Regions from separate parts of the Mus musculus genome. Here region 1 is linked to region 2. A link is a contact called in public promoter capture Hi-C data. All regions are on one chromosome and are shown on one strand. The core of a region is the stretch at or near the end of the contact, and the rest is flanking DNA. Distances in the headings are between cores, read along the strand shown. Region 1 holds the start of Popdc2 (popeye domain containing 2). Region 2 overlaps Pla1a (phospholipase A1 member A).

Evidence for each region. Promoter capture Hi-C pulls out the DNA fragments that hold promoters and counts their contacts.
Region 1: a promoter capture Hi-C map of the HPC-7 cell line shows a contact between it and region 2. The contact joins the promoter of Popdc2 here to the enhancer-like site in region 2. A contact is called at or near these places in 13 of 39 promoter capture datasets (the 3T3-L1 cell line, the C10 cell line, the HPC-7 cell line and 8 more), 1 of 15 datasets of contacts at CTCF or cohesin (CD8 T cells), 7 of 484 Hi-C or Micro-C datasets (bone marrow-derived dendritic cells, centroblasts, effector CD8 T cells and 4 more), 6 of 115 datasets of contacts at active chromatin or transcription factors (CD8 T cells, the HPC-7 cell line, effector CD8 T cells and 1 more) and 3 of 9 other capture datasets (adipose tissue, liver and pancreatic islet).

The regions. Positions count from the first base shown.
Region 1 is chr16:38,360,741-38,366,458 of GRCm38.p6, reverse strand. Popdc2 (popeye domain containing 2) reads right to left here and starts at 4,269. Exons shown (of 4, transcript NM_001081984.2): 1 at 3,312-4,269. The coding sequence starts at 3,802.
Region 2 is chr16:38,416,036-38,421,341 of GRCm38.p6, reverse strand. It overlaps Pla1a (phospholipase A1 member A), which reads left to right. Exons shown (of 11, transcript NM_134102.4): 2 at 4,081-4,282. Among named protein-coding and RNA genes, the nearest start is that of Pla1a, 14 kb to the left of the region's middle. Within about 2 kb of position 3,586, at least 4 of the 459 cell types and tissues checked have an H3K27ac peak or open chromatin away from gene starts, as enhancers often do. A contact at or near this core is called in the HPC-7 cell line, where this site is marked.

The sequences.
Region 1 (5,718 bases), core at 3,020-5,519, 56 kb after region 2:
TGCTGTCATGTTACAGGAGGTTTGGGTAGGTGGTTGTGGACACTTCCCACATCACACCTTCTCTGCCTTCACCAAGCACAAGGACACAAGATCCTAAACACCTCCCTCACTGATGGTCCCGGCATGCACATCTAGCCTGATGCCTTTTCTAATATAACTTGGAGACTTTAGAACTGGTTAAGTCACTGTGCCTTGTGCCTTGGGCAGAGACAACTATCACACACTGGTTAAACTAACACACTCCTGTATTCAAAACCTAAAACCTTGTCTCTCAAATAATAGGATCCCGACATTGCAAAAGGATGTGCCCCAACTGGCCACAGGAGAATCTAAATCATACAGAACAGCCAATAGACACGATCTTATCTTATTCCAGCCTGAGGCCTAAGTGCATGCCTTTTCTTAAGTTTGAAGAGAAATCCTTTTCTTTTTCTAAAGGACACCTCACATCAGCTAGATAGAGTTGGTTTTCTGCAGCTGTGAGTAGGAATTCTAACTAATTTTAAAAAAATTATATGATTATTCCATACTACCAACCCGTTAAGCAACTGCTCTGGCCTTTCCTACAAACACAGGTTTGCTGTACATCTGAAGCGGGGTAAGCAACCCCACTAATGTTGTTTGCTGGATCTCTAGCCTATGGCCAGCGTCCACCCTGGTGCTTTGTCCCTGCAGAGAAGGGACCTGCATTCTGTGAGGGTCTGGTATGGTACCTAACACCCCAGCTGTTTGCCGGCATAAAGTGAATGGTTTTTGGATGTGGTGTAACATCTAGACGTAGATTAAGATCCAGCCTAGGCCTTTTCCTCCGTTCCTCAGAAAGCTCCAGTTTTCACACCCACCTCTTCCAAAGCGAGTTGTGTTAGGCAAAGAAGGAGCCAAACGAGCCCACCTTTGTGGCCCACACGCTCAGAGGAGGGAGCTCTGCAGCTGTTCTCGCTAAGCCACTATTCACAGAACCTCCCGTGTTCCCAAAGACTGAGGGCTACAGAGGTGGGTATAATCTGATCCTGGTCTTTGAGAGGTTCACAGCTCAGTGGAAGACTCGAGTACGTGAAGAACTCAGTGTGCTGAGTACTGAGGTGGAGCGGGCTCACAGGAGAAGGGGGACGGAAGAACCTGGTCCTTTGCAGGGCATAGCTTCTCACGATGACATTCCATGTGAGTTCTGAAGGATAAACGGGCTATGATGAGCAGGTAAGTGTAGAGATGGGCAGAGACCTGGGGAGTTTAATGAGAGAGCCTATTCTCTTATATTTTTGGTTGTGAGCCTAGCCTTTAACGGCTGAGCCATCTCTCCAGCCCAGAGAGAGCCTAGTCTCAATACCAACTGCTCTTCTTCCAGGCAGCTGGAGTTTTAACAGCTAAAGACCACACCTTCTTGCATCCTTTGCTGCTAGGTTCTGGCCAATGGGATATTAGTACTCTTGAGTCTCCCCTAAATGAATGCCTAGATAGGTGTGCACGCATGCATGTCACTGAAGGGTAGTCATTAAGTAGTTACCTATTATATGATCACCTAGAGAAGAAAGTTCCCAAATCACGGGAAGGACAGAGCCAGCCTCTGATGGCAGAGACACACCACAAGGCCAGGAAATAGAGACTGCCTGGAAGATGCAAGAGGAAGTGAAGGGCCGCATCCTCAGCGTCTGCACACATGCTGTCTTTAGCTAGGCCAGTTTCTCTCGGGGCTGGAGTGTGTCTGACCTCCCAGAAAATGAAGATCTATAACTTACATGCTCTCGTCACATTTACTATTTCCCCTTGGCAATGGCGGGTCCATGATTAATCACCATGGCTCATAATTATTATTGGCTTAAGCTTCGTGAGTTCAAGACAATGCTTGTCACATCTAACACTGGATCCCTACTCTTAAATCCAAAGAAGGCAGGGGAAGGGAGAGGAGAGACGAACAAAGTATATATGCGTGTGTCTATGTCTCTGTGTGTGTCTGTCTTTGTGTGAGTGCGTGAAGAAAAAATATCTCTAAGGAAAGAAGACACCAAGAGAGAAGGAAGCCAGCAGCATGTATCATTTCTCCTCCTCTCCTCAGGTAAGGAAGTTGGTTCCCAAAGCATTCTGCCAAGACGTGACACTGTCTGTCTAATGTCTAAGCAGACCAACGTTCATTGTTTGTCTTATAAGCATGGAACTAAGTAGTGAACACCTAGGAATAGCCATCGTGTCATCGTGTACCTGACCATCTTAGTTTGCCCCCTCTCCCCCCCCACCAACTCTCCTTCCTTCCCTTCCTCCTTTGCCTTCCCTTTTCTCTTCCTCTTTTCACTCTTCCCTCCCTTTCCCCTTCTCTCCCCTCTGCCTTATCTTTCCCTTTCCCCGTCCTTCCTGTAACCAGAGTGTTCTGAGTATCATCATTTTTGACCAGGCCGAATGCTTGGTCTCCAGCGGGGCGGTGGAGGAGGGGCTTGTCTATGGTCAGGTGCTATGGGGCAATGTTTCAAAGAATGCACGGATGCTTCCAATGCGTGACACACAGAGCCCCAAGGTGGTTTCTCATTGAGCATAAACGGCCACTGATGCCATGGAGGCTAACTGGACAGATACACTCTGACCCTGAAGCCAGCCAGTATCCAACTCTCCCTCTTCCTCTGAGGCACATGTCTCCACCGAATCACCAGTGAGGCATCTGTGGGCAGCACTACTCTTCTGCCACCGTGGGCACTCTGATTACAGGGTAGACTCTCAGTAGAACAATGGGCCTGGGAATCCAGGTGGGACTTGCTCCTCTCTGCAGCTGTCAGCACATGGGCTACACTCCAGAGCTTATATAGGATATCTCAACTACAACAAGGCGTCTCCTTAATGCCCCAGCAGAGCACAGGGGTCGCTGGAAACCTCCTGGGTTTTGTTATTTGTTTGTTTTATTTCCTGCACATAGTGGGTGCTTCACAAATGTTAAATGCATATGGAAGGAACAAATTGATCTTACTGAAATGGTCATTTTTCTAATGCTCACAGAGGTTCTACACTTTAGGCATCCCACATTGGTGTGTGTGTGTGTGTGTATCCATTTTGGGTCTGTCTGGCCTTATCAGCCCTTCCGGTGACAAGTAAATACAGTCACCTTGGATAGCGGAGAAATTGCCTCATGATCTAGCTTCCTCTTGGAAAGTGTCAAGAAAAAGGAAGCAAACTCACTCCTATGGAAAAAAGTCTTTCTGGGTTTGACTTTCCACATCCGTCCCTTGATGAAAGGGGACACAAAATGGAAAGGGACACTAGGGAACAGGAAGTGTAGGTGGGGGGTGGGAGGCGGGGAATTCCAGGCATGGACAACACAGACAGCTTACCGGCCTGAGAGGAGCAGGGACAGGCGATTGATGGGGGTCTCCCCCTCCACAGCGTAGGTCTGCTCTGTGGCCAGCGTCAAGACCTGCTCATGGCAGCAGTGGACAATCTCCTTGTAGACCTGCAGGGGCACCTGCAGGGGCAGGCACAGTGTCCTGTAGAGGAGATTGAATTCCTCCGGGAGGGTATTCACCCGGACACGATAGACCAGCTGTGCCAGCTGAAGCAGGCAAGCCACTGTCAGGAGGACGTTCCAAAGGACGATGTCTAGTCCACAAGCATCAAACCAGCCCCACAGCACGCAGCAGAGGTAGCCTGGGCCCAGGATGCCGAAAAGATAGAAGCATCCATACACTCCACTGCCTGCCATAAAGCCCATAAGCAAGAAACAGTTGGCCAGGTGATAGACAGCTCCTTCTACATCCGGTTTCCAGCTCCTGCACACGGGCGGCTGCCAGAGGAGCTGAGCCACCGAGCTGCCATTGGCACTCATCTTTGGGGCCCTCGAGGCCTTTGCAGGCTCCAAAACGGTCTCCACAAAGGAAACTGAGGGGAAAATCAGTCAGTTTGTCCTCCCAGGTGGCTTCTCACTACCAATGCAACCTTGCTGGCAGGAATGCTTCCGGTGGCTCTGAGAAAGAACGCAGGAGCATAGTACACTTCATGGAAGCTTGAAAGCCTAAGTTTGTTGTTTGGGATTTTTCTTTTCCTCGTTCCTCTCTTTCTCTCTCTCTCAGCGAAGCTCTTGTCCCTCCCGCAGTGCTCTGGTAAACCTCTTTGGCTCCGGCTTTCTTAGGCTGGTCTTCATATTTAGTCCTTAGCAAACAGCATACATTGTCCTGAGAGGAAGTAGGAACTCGACACCATGAACTTCAGCAACACGGGACGAAGCAGCCACATTCTGCTCTCTGTCGTTCCCAGGCAGAACGCGGAGTGGAGAGCCAGCAGGGGAAGCACACTTGTGTTCCATTTGGAATGCATGATCTCTTGGCGCCGGAAGAAAGGGTGACCCCAGAGGGATACCATGTTTGGAATTGGAATCCAGGAGGTGCTGGCAGTGAAAGAAAACAGGCCAGGCTGGCAGGGCACTTAGCATACCTCCAGAGGACAAGATAAGACCCAGGGTCAACAGAGGCAGGCAGGGAGGGTCAAAGGGAAAGCAAGCAGGGAATTGAGGTCCATGGAGTGGACGGGACACAGCGCTGATGTCCTGTCTGGAGGATTTGGGGATTTATGGGAGGTAGGAAGGCCATTGAGAGCGGGAATACCTGGGACTACTAACAGAAACAGTACTGGCAGGGAGAACAGAAAAGCCCCGTGAAAGGTTTAAGACACTCAGCAAACATCACTGTGCTGTAATTTGACTTTCGATCAACAAAAGCAGCTGTGTAAAGCAGCCCCCCTCAGCTCTAAGTTGACACTCCTCTGCAAATATCTGCCCAGAGTAATAGTAACACAGGACGTAAGTCACTATCCCATCTACACACCAATAACCTCAAGTTAGAATGACTGCCTAAGAAATAAATACTCCTTTGGCACTCCACCTTCACTGAGCAGTGTATATACACATTCCTATTCTCCTAGAGTTGAGGAAAATGGAGCCTCCAAGAAGTAACGTGTTCCAACACGGAGTAGGCAGCAAAGCCAGGATTTGAACCTGAGACGGTCAAACGAAATACTCCTGTTTTAAGTGGGTTCACAGTAAGCAGAAACGCTGAACTAGACCCATGACTCCGCAATCCTAAGATGTCTGATGACTTTCAAGGAACATCTAAATGAACGTGGAGGATCAACTCTGGACGGCCAGGAAGTAAATGTGGACTGTGCAAACATGAAAGCCAAGAGACCTGACTTGCTGGCTTCTGGAGGACTTGCTGAGTCTCCATCCCTGCTCTTGGGGGTCGGGAGCATCTTCGCCCTGTTGTTCCAAGGCTTTAGGCTAGTGCTCAGCTGCCTAGAACTATCCAAATCCTAACTCCATGGAGACTCACTGACCTGAATAACACTAAGGAGAAATCAGAAGCTAAAGCTTCCATCTCAACACTCAAGTGTACACCGTCACCTGAGTGTCACTTTATAAGGGAGAGACTACAAACAACAATGGCAACTCGATGCCTGCAACAAGTTATCAAATTAAGTTCAAAGAACGGTGTGACCCAGGAAGAAGGGTGACATGGGCAGAGCTGAGGGGTGAGGTGGAAGGGAGAGCAGACTCTCTCATGGCGAGAGGAGAAGCATAGTTACAGAAGTCAGAAAGTTCTTGCCATGCTAAAGAAAGACATTTTAAAATTTTAATTGCAATCGATTGATCTGCAGATGGCTTCATAGCTCCCGGTCTCTGGAGATTGGTACAGAAAGGGCTGGGGCATTTGGAGAACAACGCACCACGGGACTCTCTCAGCAGGCTTT
Region 2 (5,306 bases), core at 2,337-4,836:
ACTGTATACCTCTAGGTGTCCTGAAACTCCCTTTGTAGACCAGGCTGGTCTTCAACTCACAGAGATCTGCCTGCCTCTGCTTCCCAAGTGCTGCGCATAAAGATGTATACCAGCACCTTTGCCTTAAGACACACCAGAAGAGGGCATTGGATCTCATTACAGATAGTTCTAAGCCACCATGTGGATGCTGGAAGTTGAACTCGGGACCTCTAGAAGCACAGTCAGTGCTCTTAACCACTGAACCATCTCTCCACCTCCACCCTTGCCTTAAAATAAAAGTTTTGAAAGACAAATAGTGCTAAGAAGCTATTTGATTAGTTAAAATGGGCTTAAATTCCTTAGTCAGAAGTGAAGTTGCTGCTCCTGGTTGATCAAGCTTAAGTTTTGTTTCCAGTTTTATACTTGCTGTATTGAGTTTCCATATGTTAACTTGGGAACTCAAGTTGCCTTGGTCTAATGGCCTCCCAGTAAGTCACATTGACACTGTAAATGCTGCAGTGTCTTAGCTACTCTATATGAATCTTAACATCATTTAGTTCTTTATATTCTTCACCTTCCACTGTGATTATTGTTTAAGAAGCACATAGCTTCAGAGAGTTTTTATATTTTTAAATAAATTTTTGTAGGCTTATATTTTTCAAAACCTACTTTAATAAGTGTTCTTAAATGCTTTAACCTTCTTTCTAGTCCATCATTCACCAGAGATAATGGGAAAGAAAGGTTTATAGGGCAAAGGAGGCTGTAGACCTGTGTAGAAATAGTTCTTTGGGGCTATTCCAGTCTTCATAGTCAGGATATCAGAAGTGCAGGTCACACAAATCAGCAGCAGTAGCCCAATCCACTTGCAAACACCATTCATGAATCAGCAATGGCAGTTCCAATTGGATTGAGTGTGGCCGCGACAAGAAGTCGCCAGAACACCACCAGAAGTTCTTTGGTGAGTTTCTCTACACGAAGTCATGACAAATGATGATTAATGAAGAAGGCACGGCAAACCAATGCCACAGCACCATCTGCAAAGCCTATAGACCAGCAAAGAATGGCAAGGTGAACCAATGACAGAATCATCCACTGTCTTTTGGGTCATAATTAAACCCTTTCCAAACATCACGTGTCCTCTCAAGCATCTGCTCCAATAAAATATCACATGCCCCTTTTCCAGGCAGCTTTCAGAAAAACACATGTATGTTCTCAGCAAAATATCTTCCCATGTGTCTGCTTCAGCAAAAACATCTGCTCACATGTTTGTTTCAGCCAAAAAAAAAAAAAAAAAAAAAAAAATCCTCGCATAAGACAGGAAAAACATCATGTAATACAACCGAGTCTCCAAATAAACTAGAAATTTCCACTTCACATTTTGTTGTTAGCTTCTAATTTCGACATTTATTTAGATAATGCTGTCTGAGTGATATTGATCCTTTGGTGGTTTGGGGGCTTTTCTGTGTTAGTCAGTTTTATATTTATACTACAAAATACCTGACACAAAGAACTTTAAAAGAAGAGTGTTACTTGGTTCAAGTTCTTTTGGTTTTGGAAGTGCAAGTCCAAGACCAAGCAGCCCCAATGGGTTGGTCTTTTCTTAATGGGATATTATAAGGGAAGCATATATTGGAGAAAAATGTCACCGGGCAGTGGTGGTGTACACCTTTAATCCCAGCACAGGCAGAGGCAGGCAGATCTCTGAGTTTGAGGATAGCCGGGTCTACAGAGTGAGTTCCAGGACAGCCAGGGCTACACAGAAAAACCCTGTCTAGGGGGAAAAAATTATGTCATTATTGGGCCAAGTATAGAAAGAGTTAAAGAAAGAGTCTGAGGTCCTACAGTCAGCTCATTGTAATTCTGGGGTACACGTCCAGTGAGGATCCATGAAACCTCATTAGGTCTCATGTGGTTCCTGCCCACCCCCCAAGTCCAGCAGATCAAAAGTTAGGCCTTTTACAAGTCCCCCACCACTGAGTTACCTTCCCAGTCCTTTGTTTCTTGAACTAGGGTTTTATTATTTAGCTCAGGCTGGCCCCAAGATCATAATCCTCTGTCTGCTTCCTAAGGGGTGGAATTAAATGCGTGTGCTACCACACATGGGTGGGCTCCATTTCTTAAAGGCCCATTGTGCCTCTCAATACTGCCATATTGGGGTCATAATAGATTTGGAGGGGATTATACTCAAGTTATACTTAAGCCACAGCACTCACTGAGGGGACATGTTATGCTTATTTGAGAGGATTTAGTTCTGCCAAATGTAGTGACACACATCTTTATCCTAGTATTCAGGAAGCAGACGCAGCAAACTCATGGGTTTGAGGCTAATGTGGAATCCTGGTAGAAGATCCTATCTTTAAAAAATATTAGGGCTGGGGCTCTAGCTCAGTAGTAGACTACTTCACTCCCTAAGGCCAATCTTCAGTACTAATAAAAACAAAATGGCATGTGGAAAGGAAGTGTTTTTTAAAAAGAAAATTAATCAATGGCAAAGGCTATGAAAGGCAAATGAAGTAGAATAGACAGACATCTTTCTCTCCCACAGTAGGAGATACTGTGGGAGAGAAAAGTGTAGATCGACAAGGTTGCTGTACTGAGAATGGGCTTGGTCCCAGGAGCGTCAAGAACAAGGCTATCTGGAAGAACTACATCAGAGGCTGGGGCTCAGACTCATCAATATGGTGATGCTATGTGGAAGATTCTCTATGGTCGGGTTCCTAAGATCCACTAAAATAGTTCCACACCCCAGGGCATCCTAGGTCCACACTTGTGCTATGTGTGTATGTCACAGTTACTTCTGATAGCATATAGCCAAGATAGAATCTAAAGGTGCTGTCATCATTAGAGAAAGGGTCTCCATAAAGACATGTCTGTGATCTTTGCTTCATGGCAGTCATTCTGGGAGACTGCCACAGTGCCATGTGTTGGGTCAGAATGCATCTTGTCCCTACTCCAGTCTGTCCCTGTGAGAAGTTTTGGGAGCTAGGGACCACAGCTCCTCATCACTGAGGTAGACTCAGGGATACAAGCTCAAATGATATGAGCCGTATGCTCCCTTGAGGAAGGGAAGAATTTTAGGTTGCGTCTTTTCTCTTTGATGCTGTCAAAAGTCCTTTGGTTTTGGCTAAAAATATCCGGAACATTGGAGTATATTTTACCTAAGGAGTATACTGAAAAATGCTTTAAGTAGGTGTGGTTTGTGAAGACTTCTCACAGTGTCAGACAGGGTAGGTTTCTTCTGAGGTTCATGAGGGACTTGGCCCCAGTCTTCTCCCTTTGATTTCTTCTTGTGCCAGTTTGCCTCACCTTTCTTCTGTTTCTGTCAAAATTTCTCCTTTCATAAGGACACCAATCACACTGTATTAAAGTCTCATTGTAATTTAACTATCATTGTAAAAAGGCATGGGCAAATAGGACTTTGAAGTGTACAACGTTGGGGGAGAGGCATGTCTTAGCTACTTTTCTCATCACTGTGAGAATATGACTTAATAGGGCTTAAAAGTGATGCGATGCATTGTGATGGGAAGGCACAGCAGTGGGACATTAGGTGCAGTCACATGGTGGCTGTGGTCACATTGCATCCAGTCAGGAAGTAGAGCGAGGTGAACAGTGGTGCTCATCTGGCTTTCCCTGTTTCCCCTCATTAGTTGGTCCAGGATGCTGGTCTGTGGGATGGTGTTACCCACATTTGGCCTGGTTCCTTCCTCCTCAGCAAAGCCTCTCTGAAAACACCTTCAGTTCAGTCACACCGAGAAAACATGTCTCCTAGGAGGTTCCAAATCCAGTCGAGTTGACAAGAATATGGGGTAACTTCACTCGGCCCCACAACAGCCATTTTCACCATGGTCTTTAACTTTCTTGATCTGAACAATATTCCTATTCTTCTCTGGTATTTCATTGTTAGGCATGAAAATTAAGCACAGATTTCGGCTTACAGAACTGATGCAACTTTTTACAAATAAGTGATTAATCGCTGAGCTGGCTGACTTGCACCACATCCCAGGCTTACAGCTCCTGCTCATTTATCCCTTCCAGGACATCATCCTTCTAAAAGATGTTGACCTCATACTGAATATTCTTGTCTTGTGTTGTTTCCTCCAGGGAACGTACCCCCTACCACCCAACCCAAGTGCACGGACTTTCAGAGTGCCAACCTCCTCCGAGGCACCAACCTCAAGGTGCAGTTTCTCCTCTTTACCCCCTCGGACCCCAGCTGTGGGCAGCTAGTAGAAGAAGGCAGTGACATCCGGAGCTCTGAGTTCAATGCCAGTCTGGGAACCAAAGTAATTATTCATGGATTCAGGTGAGAGCTAAGCAACCCGTAGGATCTTCTCAGCTAAGACCCAGAGAGACCATAGTGCGTGGGGAGATGACGGGGAGATGAAGAGGCACGGGTTTACTGCCCATCACTGCTCTTGTCCTTGAAGGAGCCTCATGGAAACCCTGCACATGCCGTTCCTCACTCTTCCTGGCACAGACAGTAAGCCTCTGCCCTGTCTTTATGACCCTGGACAAGCCACTCCAGTTTCCATATCTGGATTAAAATGGAAGGTGGAGGGATAGGCTTATAGGTTCTTGGGCAAAAACCTGTACCTACCGTACTGTTATCCCCAGAGTGTGGCTGTACAGCATGATTCATTTGGGACAATGAGGTCACAGGTTTTACGCAGACACATGGGGATAACAACAGGTACTTTTTTGCCCAGGGTTTTATTTCCTCTTTTTTTCCTTCATTTTTTTTTCCCCATGATTTAACGACTTGAGAAATTTTTGTTTATGATGCTACCTCCATCTTACCCAGAGGTTAGCATTTCTCAGAAGCCGGACAGCTCTGTGATTTCTGATACCCTACCACAACTCAATCACTACCCTTTCCTTCAAACATCTTTTTCCCCAAAAGCCCACTGACAAGGCCGAAAATAGAAAAAGTTTTTGAGAATAGAGGGCCAGAGTGACTGGAGGGCATATAGAATTGGGGTACCAATTGGAGAGGTGCCCCCACAACTTCACATCTGGCCCCTTTCTGCTCCAGAGGCCCAGTCACATGTTCCCTTAATTGACTTTCTTTATTCTTTTTCCCAACACCTTTCTCTAGCAAGTCTTATATTCAGCCACTATCCCAGGCAGAGTGTGTACCTCCAGCCCAGGGAAAGCTGATGGAGCCAGAGTGTTCATCAGGCAGCCCTTCTATTAAACCACTTTCCAGAGCAAATGCCTAGTCTGTCCTCCTGTCTCCTTGTTAGCATGCTCGCACTGTCCCACGACAGGGAGCTAGAAGGTCTTTCCACACTGTTAAGAAAGCTTCCTGGAAAATTTCCATCATTATC